2 separate regions of the Sus scrofa genome follow, and region 2 is linked to region 1. A link is a contact called in public HiChIP or PLAC-seq data. All regions are on one chromosome and are shown on one strand. The core of a region is the stretch at or near the end of the contact, and the rest is flanking DNA. Distances in the headings are between cores, read along the strand shown.

Region 1 (5,411 bases), core at 2,819-5,318:
GAATGTTCACAGCAGCATTATTTGTAATATACCAACTGGTATATACTAATCTGGTATATTCATTTGATACAATATTGTTCAACCATAAAAAAGAAGTAGTGATACATACTATAACACAGATCAACTGTATCCCAACTTTTTTTTTTTTTGGCTTGTTGCCTTTTCTAGGGCCGCTTCCCACAGCATATGGAGGTTCCCAGGCTAGGGGTCTATTTGGAGCTACAGCTGCCGGTCTACGCCACAGCCACAACCACGCCAGACCCGAGCTGCATCTTCGATCTACACCACAGCTCACAGCAACGTCAGATCTTTAACCCACTGAGCAAGGCCAGGGATCGAACCCACAACCTCATGGTTCCTAGTGGGATTCGTTAACCACTGAGCCATGACAGGAACTCCAGCAACTTTTTTTTTAATGGCCGCACCTGCGGCACATGGGAATTCCGGGCTAGGGGTCAAATCGGAGCTGTAGTTGCCAGCCTGTACCACAGCCATGGCCACAGCAATGCCAGGTCCAGACCTCATCTGCAAACTACAGAGCAGCTTCTTGCAACAACAGATCCTTAACCCACTGAGGAAGACCAGGGATCAAACCCACATCCTCACAGAGACATTATCTGGTCCTTAATCTGCTAAGCCACAGTGGGAACTCCCATTATCCCAACTTTAGGAATCTGGTCCAAGAGGCCACATCACGGAAGATTCCACTTATATGATGTCCGGAATAGGCAAAGCTCTAACAGGAAGCAGAGGAGTGGCTGCTTAGAGCTGAGGGAGTTGGGGGGAAAAGAGGAAGTTATTTCTAACGGGTACAGGATTTCCTTTGGGGGTGAGGACACGCTCTGTGACTGATCACGGGAGAGGATGCAAACTCTGTGAACGTACCAAAAAGATCACTGGGCTGTGCCCTTTAAAGGCTGAATTGTAATGACATGTGGATTTTATCTCAATAACGCGGTTAAAAAAAGAATAGGCGTCAAAGAGAAAAGACGACTCTTTACCTCTCATGCTGACACACACGATGGCAGACATGGTGCATATGATAAGTGCCAGGAGGACAATAAGCACAATCAGGTAACTGCTGAGCAGGGCACCACCGGGGCAATTCAGCTTCCCTCTGTGCTGGAGGTACAGGGCCAGAATGCCAATCCACCTGCCGAGAAACACGAAGGCTCAGAAACGGAATAGAAGGAGCTGCTTTGTAACACACGACGAAAGGCAATTAAAGGAGTTAAAAGTTTCCAAAACAAGGCGAGGTGCACTTTATTCATTTATTTATCTACTTATTTATGGCCACATCCAGGGCATGCGGGCGTTCCTGGCCAGGGATGGAACCCGCACCACAGCAGTCAAGGTTCTCTTTAGAATTTAACCTCCATTGGAGTTCCCGTCATGGCTCAGTGGTTAACGAACTCCACCGGCAACCATGAGGATGTGGGTTCAATCCCTGGCCTCGCTCAGTGGGTCAAGGATCCGGCGTTGCCTTGAGCTGTGGTGTAGGTCGCAGACGCCGCTCTGATCCCGTGTTGCTGTGGCTGTGGTGTCGGCCAGCAGCTGTAGCTCCGATTGGACCCCTAGCCTGGGAACCTCCATATGCCCTAAAAAGACCAAAAAAACAAAAACAAACAAACAAAAAAAAACTTAACCTCCATCAAGAGAAGATTTACTGAGTCAACTGAAGAGTATGGCTTATAAAAAATTTTTTTGTTTTATTCTTTCTATGCTTACATCATTGTTCTCATTCTATACCCACAGTAACATATTTAAAGCTGTAAACAAGCAAATGCAACATTGTCGCGAGACATGTTTCTACAATATTTTCTTAGCCTCTTTGCTGAAAACTCCATCTTGTCCTGCTTTACTTTATCCCATCTTCCCGCTTGAAAAACAGTCGCAGTGCTGGTAAATGACTTAAGCTGAAGAACAAAGATCTAAAGGCATAAGTTATTCATAGGGTCAGCGGAATGAGGACTTAATGCGTTGGTCTAGGCTCGCTGGACCTGTGCAGACTGGTTTGCACAGTATGATACGTCCTCTTAAGAATAAAAGAGGAGTCTCATGGCCTCAAGCGGTTTGTAAGGGGTCCTTAGCAGGATATGCATTAGCAAGGAGAACCAAGGTGCAAACCTAGGCACACGTCTACAGAAGCACAGTGGCGATTCTCTAGATGCTATGCATAGATAGCTGATGACAAGCTTCCTCAAATGCTAACGATTGTTAAATGCCTAAATGTCAGAATAAAAGCTTAATCAGCAACCGGCTATGTGACTTTTAAAATAACTTAAAAAACCTATATCCTGCACCTACAACCCCCTTCTCACTTGACGTCACCCTAAAGAGCACAATCAAAGCAGTGTGGTTTCTTGAGGCTGTGCTCTTGGTCCCTGAGACCTTGAGTTCCCCTGGTTCCCACTTTTACTTAAGATAAATGTCTCTGTGTCTTGTTTTATGTTAACTTTTTCCTTAAGTTTCACAGCACCCGTTCTTCAGCCCCATCCTGCTCAGCTGGTCTCGGCACAACATGAACTGCTGGAACACAGACCCATCATAACCCCAAGAGAGGCACCTGGTAAACCAACAAAGTATATGCTTGTTCAATTATCAACAAGAGAATTCATACCTCCGTGAATTAATAAGACACTGACAAACACATGGCAATCTGTGGTGTGTGGTGCAAAACAAGAGGATGGGAACCCAGCTATGGAAAGAAGTTCTGCGGTGAATACTGATAAACTTGAAAGGACAAGGACTGTGGACCCATTTAAGTATATTTTGTAACTCAGTGCGAACGATGAAACACAGCACCAGCAATGCAACAGTGACTTTTCACAAGAATAATTTCAGCAGCAGGCACAGCACCATTGGGCAAGGTCACCATATTAAGAAACTGGCCAGAAGGGGAAGTGGATTAGGGTAACTTTTGGGGGGGAGGGGGCCATACCTGCAGCATATGGAAGTTACCAGGCTAGGGGCTGAATCAGCTACAGCCGCTGGCCTACACCACAGCTTGCCCAAGATCAGATCCTTAACCCACTGACTGAGGCCAGGGATCGAACCCGAATCCTCAGGGATACTAGTTGGGTTCTTAACCCACTGAGCCACAGCAGGAACTCATGGGGTAACTTCCTATGCTTTTGTCATTTGGGGGGGATGATGACTGCGTCTAGAAATAATAACAGGAAATGATCTGGAAAGACTTGGCTCTGAAAGCCATGAAACAACTGAGAAGCAGCTCATAACATTTCATGTTTTTATATATTCTTTTCCCCTCCAAAATCTACTTTTTTTTTAATATTAATAGTTAAACATTATTACTCTTTGCTCAGACCTTCTGGGGACAGACTTCGGGCACCTGATTCTACTTCTCACGGATTCCACACTTTGAAAGACTACAATGTAAAATGCTAGGTCTGTATGCCCATCATGGAATTCAGCCACAATCAGCTGCAACTGGCTTAAGAACCGCACGAAGGGTGTTACTGCCAATCTTGCATTTGGCAGATACAAGAGGCTGTGCGGGTCCACGCACCACGCGGGAGTGAAGCAGGCGGCTGCTCCCAGCTCGAGGGCGATCCCAGGTCCGCACGCAGGGGCTGGGGGGTGGGCGTGCGGGGCCCTGCAGCGCGGACAAACCGGTGGCGGGTCCACCCTGGTGACCCCGCGCACGGCCCACCCGCTCTGGGCCTCAGGGTGCCATCTATGAATGGGCAGAGGAATGGCACCCCGCTCCTCGGACAGTGGAGACGACCACCTGCGAGACAGCAGGGCCGGCTCCGGCCCGCAGTCCGGGGACACTGACACTGCCCTCGGCTGCTCGGCCCCCTCCCTCCGGCGCCCCGGCCGCGCACCGCACCCCGTCCTCACCACAGCACTCGCAGGAACAGCTCGAAGACCCCCGGGAAGACCAAGTCGTCGCTGGCGATGGCCCAGCGCCGGCCGAACAGCACCATTCCCGGCATGGCGAGGGTCCCGCCGCCCGGCCCCGCGCCAGCCCGCCGCGCGCCTGCAGCCACCGAGAGCCCCGGGACCTCGCGTCTCCGCCGGCGCCGGACCGGGACTCCGCGCAGGCGCCCGACTCAGCGCACGCGCACTGAGCCCCACGGGGCCGCCGCAGGGACTCTGCGCCTGCGCAGAAGACGCTGGGCCGGAAAATGCTGGAGACCTTCGTCTTCTCACCTGTGAAATCGGTTCAGCTGTTTTCATTTGGAGAGAAGGACTCTTCCTGGCCCGAGGGCGTCGCCAGCCCAGAGGCAGTTAGTGGCAGATTTGCAGCTCACACCCAGGTCTGTGGGGCTGCATGTCTGTGATGCACTTGCTCCGTCTGCCTTCCACCGTCTGGAGTGCGGACTTGGGACCCTTCCCTGGTTCTGGGCCTGAAGCTGAAACCGTGTACCAGACCCTAAGTCCTTGTGTTTTGCAGTAAAAGTCTTTTCCTTTAGCCTCCCAGGCCTCCCCTCAGTCTCGAACACTCAAGAGTTAATGATTAGGGAGTTCCTGTTGTGGCTCCGAGGTAACTAACCTGATTAGCATCCTTGAGGATGCCGGCTGCATCCCTGGCCTCGCTCAGTGGGTTAAGGATCAGGTGTCGCAAGTGAGCTGTGCTATATGGGTCGCGGACCCGGTCAGAGCCTCGTTGCTGTGGCTATGGCAGAGGCGGGCAGTTGCAGCTCCAGTTCGACCCCAAGCCTGGGAACTTCCACATACTGCAGGTGCTGCCCTAAAAAGCAAATAAAAAAATAAAACCACACTCTATGTAAAAAAAAAAAAGTTAATGATTAGTAAAAACATGAGCGTTGTAGCAACATGGAGACACGATGTTACACGCTCTGCCTTGGCTCACTAACTTTATATTGTACCTAGACTCCAGCTTTTCACAAATGATCTCTTCCTTGCTTAATTGCTTTCTTTTACTATAGGTTAATTTCTGCTTCAATTATATTGCCCCTAGTGTTTTATTTTTGCTTTTGAGGGCCGCATCCGCAGCATATGGAGGTTCCCAGGCTAGGGGTCTAATCAGAGCTACAGCTGCCGGCTTGTGGCTTAAGCCACAGCAACACCAGATCTTCGAACTACACCACAGCTCACCGCAACGCAGGATCCTTAACCCACTGAGCGAGGCCAGGGATTGAACCCGAAACCTCATGGTTCCTAGTCGGATTAGTTTCTGCTGTGCCACAACAGGAACTCCGCCCCTCCGCCCCAGCAATTTATTTTGTAATTGAAACACGCCCTAACATCCCTTCCTGTAGGCAATTTTCTTTCCAGAGAAAAGGTCAAGGAACGATAACTCCGAAGACAACCAGAAAGCATCACGGGACTGGCTGACGCTGGACTTCACGACTCTGAAATGATTTGTGGAGGGAGAATAATACAGTCACCTTAATCAATAACCCTATCTTCTGAGATAAACC
Region 2 (5,383 bases), core at 471-2,970, 62 kb before region 1:
ACACTTGCTCTACTGTCCTTGAAAAGTCAACCTCTCTTCAAGGGGGACCTTACTGAAGAAAGAAGAGAGAACCTTTGCTCTGGAAACACTTCTTTTTTTTTTTTTTTTTTTTTTTTTTTTTTTTTATGGTCCCATCCTTGACATATGGAAGTTCCCAGGCCAAGATTTGAATCTGAGCTGCAGCTGTGACCTACCCCACAGCTGTGGTAATGCCAGATCTTTTAACCCACTGGGCTGCGCCAGGGATTGAACCCTCAACTCCACAGCAACCCAAGGCGCTGCAGTTGGGTTCTTAACCCACTGTGCCACCGCAGAAACTCCTGGAAACACATTTTTATTTTGGAATAATTGCAAGTTAAAAATGCTTAAAAAGGAGGAGTTCCCGTTGTGGCACAGTGGAAACGAATCCGACTAGGAACCACGAGGTTGTGGGTTTGATCTCTGGCCTCGCTCAGTGGGTTAAGGACCTGACGTTGCCATGAGCTGTGGTGTAGGTCGCAAACGCGGCTCAGATCTGGTGTCGTGTGGCTGTGGTGTAGGCCGGCAGCTGTAGCTTCGATTAGACCCCTAGCCTGGGAACCTCCATATTTCCCGGAAGCGGCCCTAAAAAAGACAAAAGACAAAAAAAAAAAAAAAAAAAGATACTTGGACAAACGCGTTCATCCCAGCCTTGTGTCTGAAAATAGAGACACTGGTTATATATAAAGTAAGGTATATGTGCCTAATGGAACCAAGAGGAAGCCGTGATGACAAATGTTTTAACAGGGACTCAGTAGCATTTCCCAATTTCGCCTAAGTCATGTTCATTACGTATATAAAGATGCAACTAGGAGTTCCCGTCGTGGCGCAGTGGTTAACGAATCCGACTAGGAACCATGAGGTTGCGGGTTCGGTCCCTGCCCTTGCTCAGTGGGTTAACGATCCGGCGTTGCCCTGAGCTGTGGTGTAGGTTGCAGACTCGGCTCGGATCCCGCGTTGCTGTGGCTCTGGCGTAGGCCGGCGGCTACAGCTCCGATTCGACCCCTAGCCTGAGAACCTCCATATGCCGCGGGAGTGGCCCAAGAAATAGCAAAATGACAAAAAACAAAACAAAACAAAAAGATGCAACTAGATTGAAATACGCCAAAATATTTGCACTTTAATGGTCCGCTAACAGAGCATTATGTCCAGAACTTTGGTGCAAAGCATTAAAACCTAGCAAACAGTCAACACATTACAAACAGTGAATTACAAATAATCAGAATATGCCTAAGAGGAACAAAGTTCAACACATTTTTGGCTGAATGAACATTGGTTATCTCCGAATACGGTGCCGGCGACGCTCTTCGTTACAGTTTTCAATTCCGAATTTTCTAGAAGGACCTTGCCAACATCCCCTAAGTTGGAAGTGTCACTAAAAAGGGGGGCTCCCATGCCCCTCATGCCCTCGGACGGTCTCGGGCGCGAGTCGATGTGGGGGAAGCCGAGACCCCTCCCGCGGCGGAACCCCTCCCGCGGCGGAACCCAGGCGGGGAGGGCGGGGCCCGGACCGCGTTCCAGGCGCACCAAGATGGCGGCCGGCGCGCCCCGCGTTCGGAGCCGAGCGCTCCCGAGCGTTCCCGAAGCCGACAGGAACCTCGGGAGCCGCGCGGGTGGGATCGGCCCCGCCCCGGAGTCTGGGAGCGGCGGCGCCGGGCGGGGGAGGGGAGGCCGGATGTGAGTGGAGCGGCCATTTCCTGTTTCTCTGCAGTTTTCCCCAGCTTTGGGTGGTGGCTGCTGCTGGGCTCCCGCTTCCCGTCGGCGGAGGGCGAGGCGGCGTGGACCGCGGCCCCGGCACCCCGCGCCCTGCCGCCCGCAGCCGCGCGCCCGCCCGCCCGCCGCGCCCCGAGCTCCGAGCTCCTCGCCTCAGTGCCCGGCCGCCGCCGCCGCCGCGGCCCAGCGAGCGGCCCAGATGCAGGCCATCAAGTGTGTGGTGGTGGGAGACGGGTGAGTGCGCGGGCCTGGCCGGGGCCGGGGGCCGGGGGCCGGGGGGCCGGGGGGCCGGGGGCGGGCGGGCGCCGCGGGCTCGCGCGGGGCCTGGCCGGGCCTCTCCGGGGCGGGGGTCGCGGGCCGCCCCCTCTCGGGACCCGGCGGCGCGCGCGCCTGGTTCCGGCTTTTTTTGGGTGGGGGAGGGAGGGAATCGGCGAGCGGCGGCTGGAGGGAAAACTGAACTCCACCCTCCCGCTTTCTCGCAGGCCGGCTGACCGCCCGGCCGAACCCGCCCAGCGCCTCGCCGCCACCCTCCCTCCGTGGCCCGTAGATTGGGTGGGTTTAGGGAGTTGCCTTTCTTGGTGTTTCCATGAAGCTCTCGAGCCGCAGGGAGAACCTCGGTGGGTCCCTGCGGTCCCAGGTCGGTCGTGTTGGAGGACTGTGTACACGGGCTGCTTTGGGGACCCTAGGCGGATCTGCTGGGGGGTGCCTTCCGCCTGTACTTTGCCACTTTTCTGATTTTCTTAAGTGATGCTGTTTGCTATTAAGGTGGAGAAACTTTGCAGATTTCTAGCTGCGAGGAGCTGGGTGCGATTAAGACTGTTCTTTTCTCTGAACGTGGTGTAGTCAAAAAGAAAAAAAAGAAAAGAAAAAGCTGGCTCTGCGTTCGCTCCTGCGTTGGGTATGGCATGTAGCAGAACTGGCTCCTGGGCCGAGCTGTCCTGTGACTCAAGGCATTTCTTTTCATTACAGCCTGTGGTGGTTACAGGCCCTAGAGGAAGACAAGACTTGTCTTATGCAGTTTTTTTTTTTTTCTCCTCTGGAAACAAGAATCTCAGTGTAATCCGAGCAAAATTGTGTGTCTCAGCCTTGCTCAAGTAGAGGAGCCTTCTAACAAGGAAGCTCCAAGAATTACTGCCAGTTTTCAGCAAACTCCGAATGCAACTGGTACATATTTCGAGTCTTGTCGAGTAGAAGGAAGAGTTCTGGCTTCACTATACCCCAAAGTCGTCGTTAGGACTGGTGCTGCTTTTATGCCTCTTGGTGAATGTGTGCGTTTTTTGTTTTATTTAGATCATTGCCAATAAAACGTTTGAAATTGTTCCTATAACTAATTCCGATCCATGAAGGACAGTTAGAGAACTGATTTTTTTTTTTTTTTAAAGATGCTCTCTGTATGATTTGTCAGGCTTACAGATGTGAAGCTTGGTAGTTCTAGCTTTATCAGTAGAAATTGTAAGTTTCCCCTACCTAGGAACCTGTATGGAACTTTTTTTTTTAACCCTTTGAAAGAAAGCTTTAATGGAGGAGGTGTTAACTGGGGGAATGGTGAAATTAGTAAATTTGTTTAAATGAAATTTTGATCCTTTTGCTACTGAATTAAACATGTCCCTTTGTCTTGGCATTTTAAATTGTCTGGATTTCCTTTAAAAACTAAAAATGCTGCATCAGCAATGTTTAGAACTTGAAATAATACTATTTTTTAAGAAAGTCAGATTGCTAATAATGTTTTATCTAATTCTAGGATGTAATATTCTTATCTGAAAATTTGTAAAACTGAAACATAAGCCCAGCAGATAGATTCAGTTTGCTTGATCTCACAGATGGACTCTCCTGTTCTGTTGGCTTGTTTACGTAGTCAAATACCTGTTGAATGCCTGCTGTGGCGTCTGGATCTTTACTTGAAATCCCCACCTCACCACTTAGAGGGAGACCCTGAGCAAATCTCTCATCCTTCAAGAGAGGTGCCTCAGGAGGAAATTGTGAGGCTTGAGTAAAATGCTGGTTATTAAGTGCCTCACAGGTGCCTGGCCCTTACTGAGTGCTTATGAGTGTCAGCTGCCAGTATTGTTCTTATTCTGTTTCTGTTACTCTTTGGCACTGCTAGGCTCTGTGAAGGGCATATTGAGCATAAAACATAGTGGCTGAGCACTGTCAGTCATTTCTGTTGTTGTTTGGTTGGTTTTTTTTTTTTTTTTTTTCCTTCTTGCCTTTTCTAGGGCCACTCCCACAGCATATGGAGGTTCCCAGGCTAGGGGTCGAATCAGAACTGTGACCCCCAGCCTACACCACAGCCACGCCAGATCCAAGCCGTGTCTGCGACCTACCCCTCAGCTCACAGCAATGCCGGATCCTTAACCCACTGAGCAAGGCCAGGGATCGAACCCACAACCTCATGGTTCCTAGTTGGATTCGTTAACCACAGAGCTACGACGGGAACTCCAATGGAAGTTCTCAGGCTAGGGGTCAAATTGGAACTACAGCTGCCAGTCTACATCACAGCCATGGCAACACCACAGCCACGGCAACACCAGATCCCTGACCCATGTCCCAGGCCAGGGATTGAACCTGCATCCTCATGGATACTAGTCAGATTCGTTTCCGCTGTGCCACAATGGGAACTCCAAAATAAATAAAAATATTATTAGGAGGAGTTCCCTGGTGGCTCAGTGGGTTAAGGATCTGGCATCCCTGCTGTGGTGTGGGTTTGATCCCTGGTCTGGGAACTTCAGCCTACCATAGGCTCAATCAAAAAAATTTTTTGGGGGGGATTCTTTAATTAAAAGCCGTTTCATAACTATTATAACTGGCCCCAGTTATCCTATATTCTTCTAATGAATTATTAGCAATTCAGTTAGCATTGAGTATAAAAATATGAGGTCAATTTTGATACTTTTTTTTTTTAATACTTTTAAATTTTGTTAATCCTTTCTGTTTATCCTGATTCTTTTAGTCCTTTTTTTTTTTTTCCCCCGGTTGTCTTTTGTCTTTTTGGGGCTGAACCCGTGGCACATGAAGGGTCCCAGGCTTGGGGTCAAATCGGATTTGTTGCTGCTGGCCTATGCCACAGCCACAGCCATGCCAGATCTGAGCCGTGTCTGTGACCTACACCACAGCTCACGGCAATGCCGGATCCTTAACCCACTGAATGAAGCCAGGGGTCGAACCCACAACCTCATGGTTCCTAATTGGATTCATTTCCGCTGGGCCACAATGGGACCTCCCTTTTAATCCTTTTTTTTTTTTTTTTTTGTCTTTTTTTGTTGTTGTTGTTGTTGTTGTTGCTGCTATTTCTTGGGCCGCTCCCGCGGCATATGGAGGTTCCCAGGCTAGGGGTCGAAATCGGAGCTGTAGCCACCGGCCTACGCCAGAGCCACAGCAACGCGGGATCGGAGCCGCGTCTGCGACCTACACCACGCCGGATCGTTAACCCACTGAGCAAGGGCAGGGACCGAACCCGCAACCTCATGGTTCCTAGTCGGATTCGTTAACCACTGCGCCACGACGGGAACTCCCCCTTTTAATCCTTTTTAAACACAGGGTCTGCCCCTTTTATTTGCGGGACCTCTGCCACAAGTTTGTCTTTTGGTTTTACGTAGGTACGGCAGCCTCTCACATTCAGGTGTTCCTGAATAGCCACTTTTAATCGTGTGTT

What was found. HiChIP or PLAC-seq counts read pairs in DNA pulled down with a chosen protein or histone mark.
Region 2: an H3K27ac HiChIP or PLAC-seq map of alveolar macrophages shows a contact between it and region 1. The contact joins the promoter of RAC1 here to the promoter of DAGLB in region 1. A contact is called at or near these places in 1 of 47 Hi-C or Micro-C datasets (embryonic fibroblasts) and 1 of 2 datasets of contacts at active chromatin or transcription factors (alveolar macrophages).

Annotation. Positions count from the first base shown.
Region 1 is chr3:4,740,539-4,745,949 of Sscrofa11.1, reverse strand. DAGLB (sn1-specific diacylglycerol lipase beta) reads right to left here and starts at 4,068. Exons shown (of 16, transcript XM_021086077.1): 1 at 3,865-4,068; 2 at 1,002-1,153. The coding sequence starts at 3,959.
Region 2 is chr3:4,799,847-4,805,229 of Sscrofa11.1, reverse strand. It overlaps RAC1 (ras-related C3 botulinum toxin substrate 3 (rho family, small GTP binding protein Rac3)), which reads left to right and starts at 1,720. Exons shown (of 6, transcript NM_001243585.1): 1 at 1,720-1,965. The coding sequence starts at 1,931.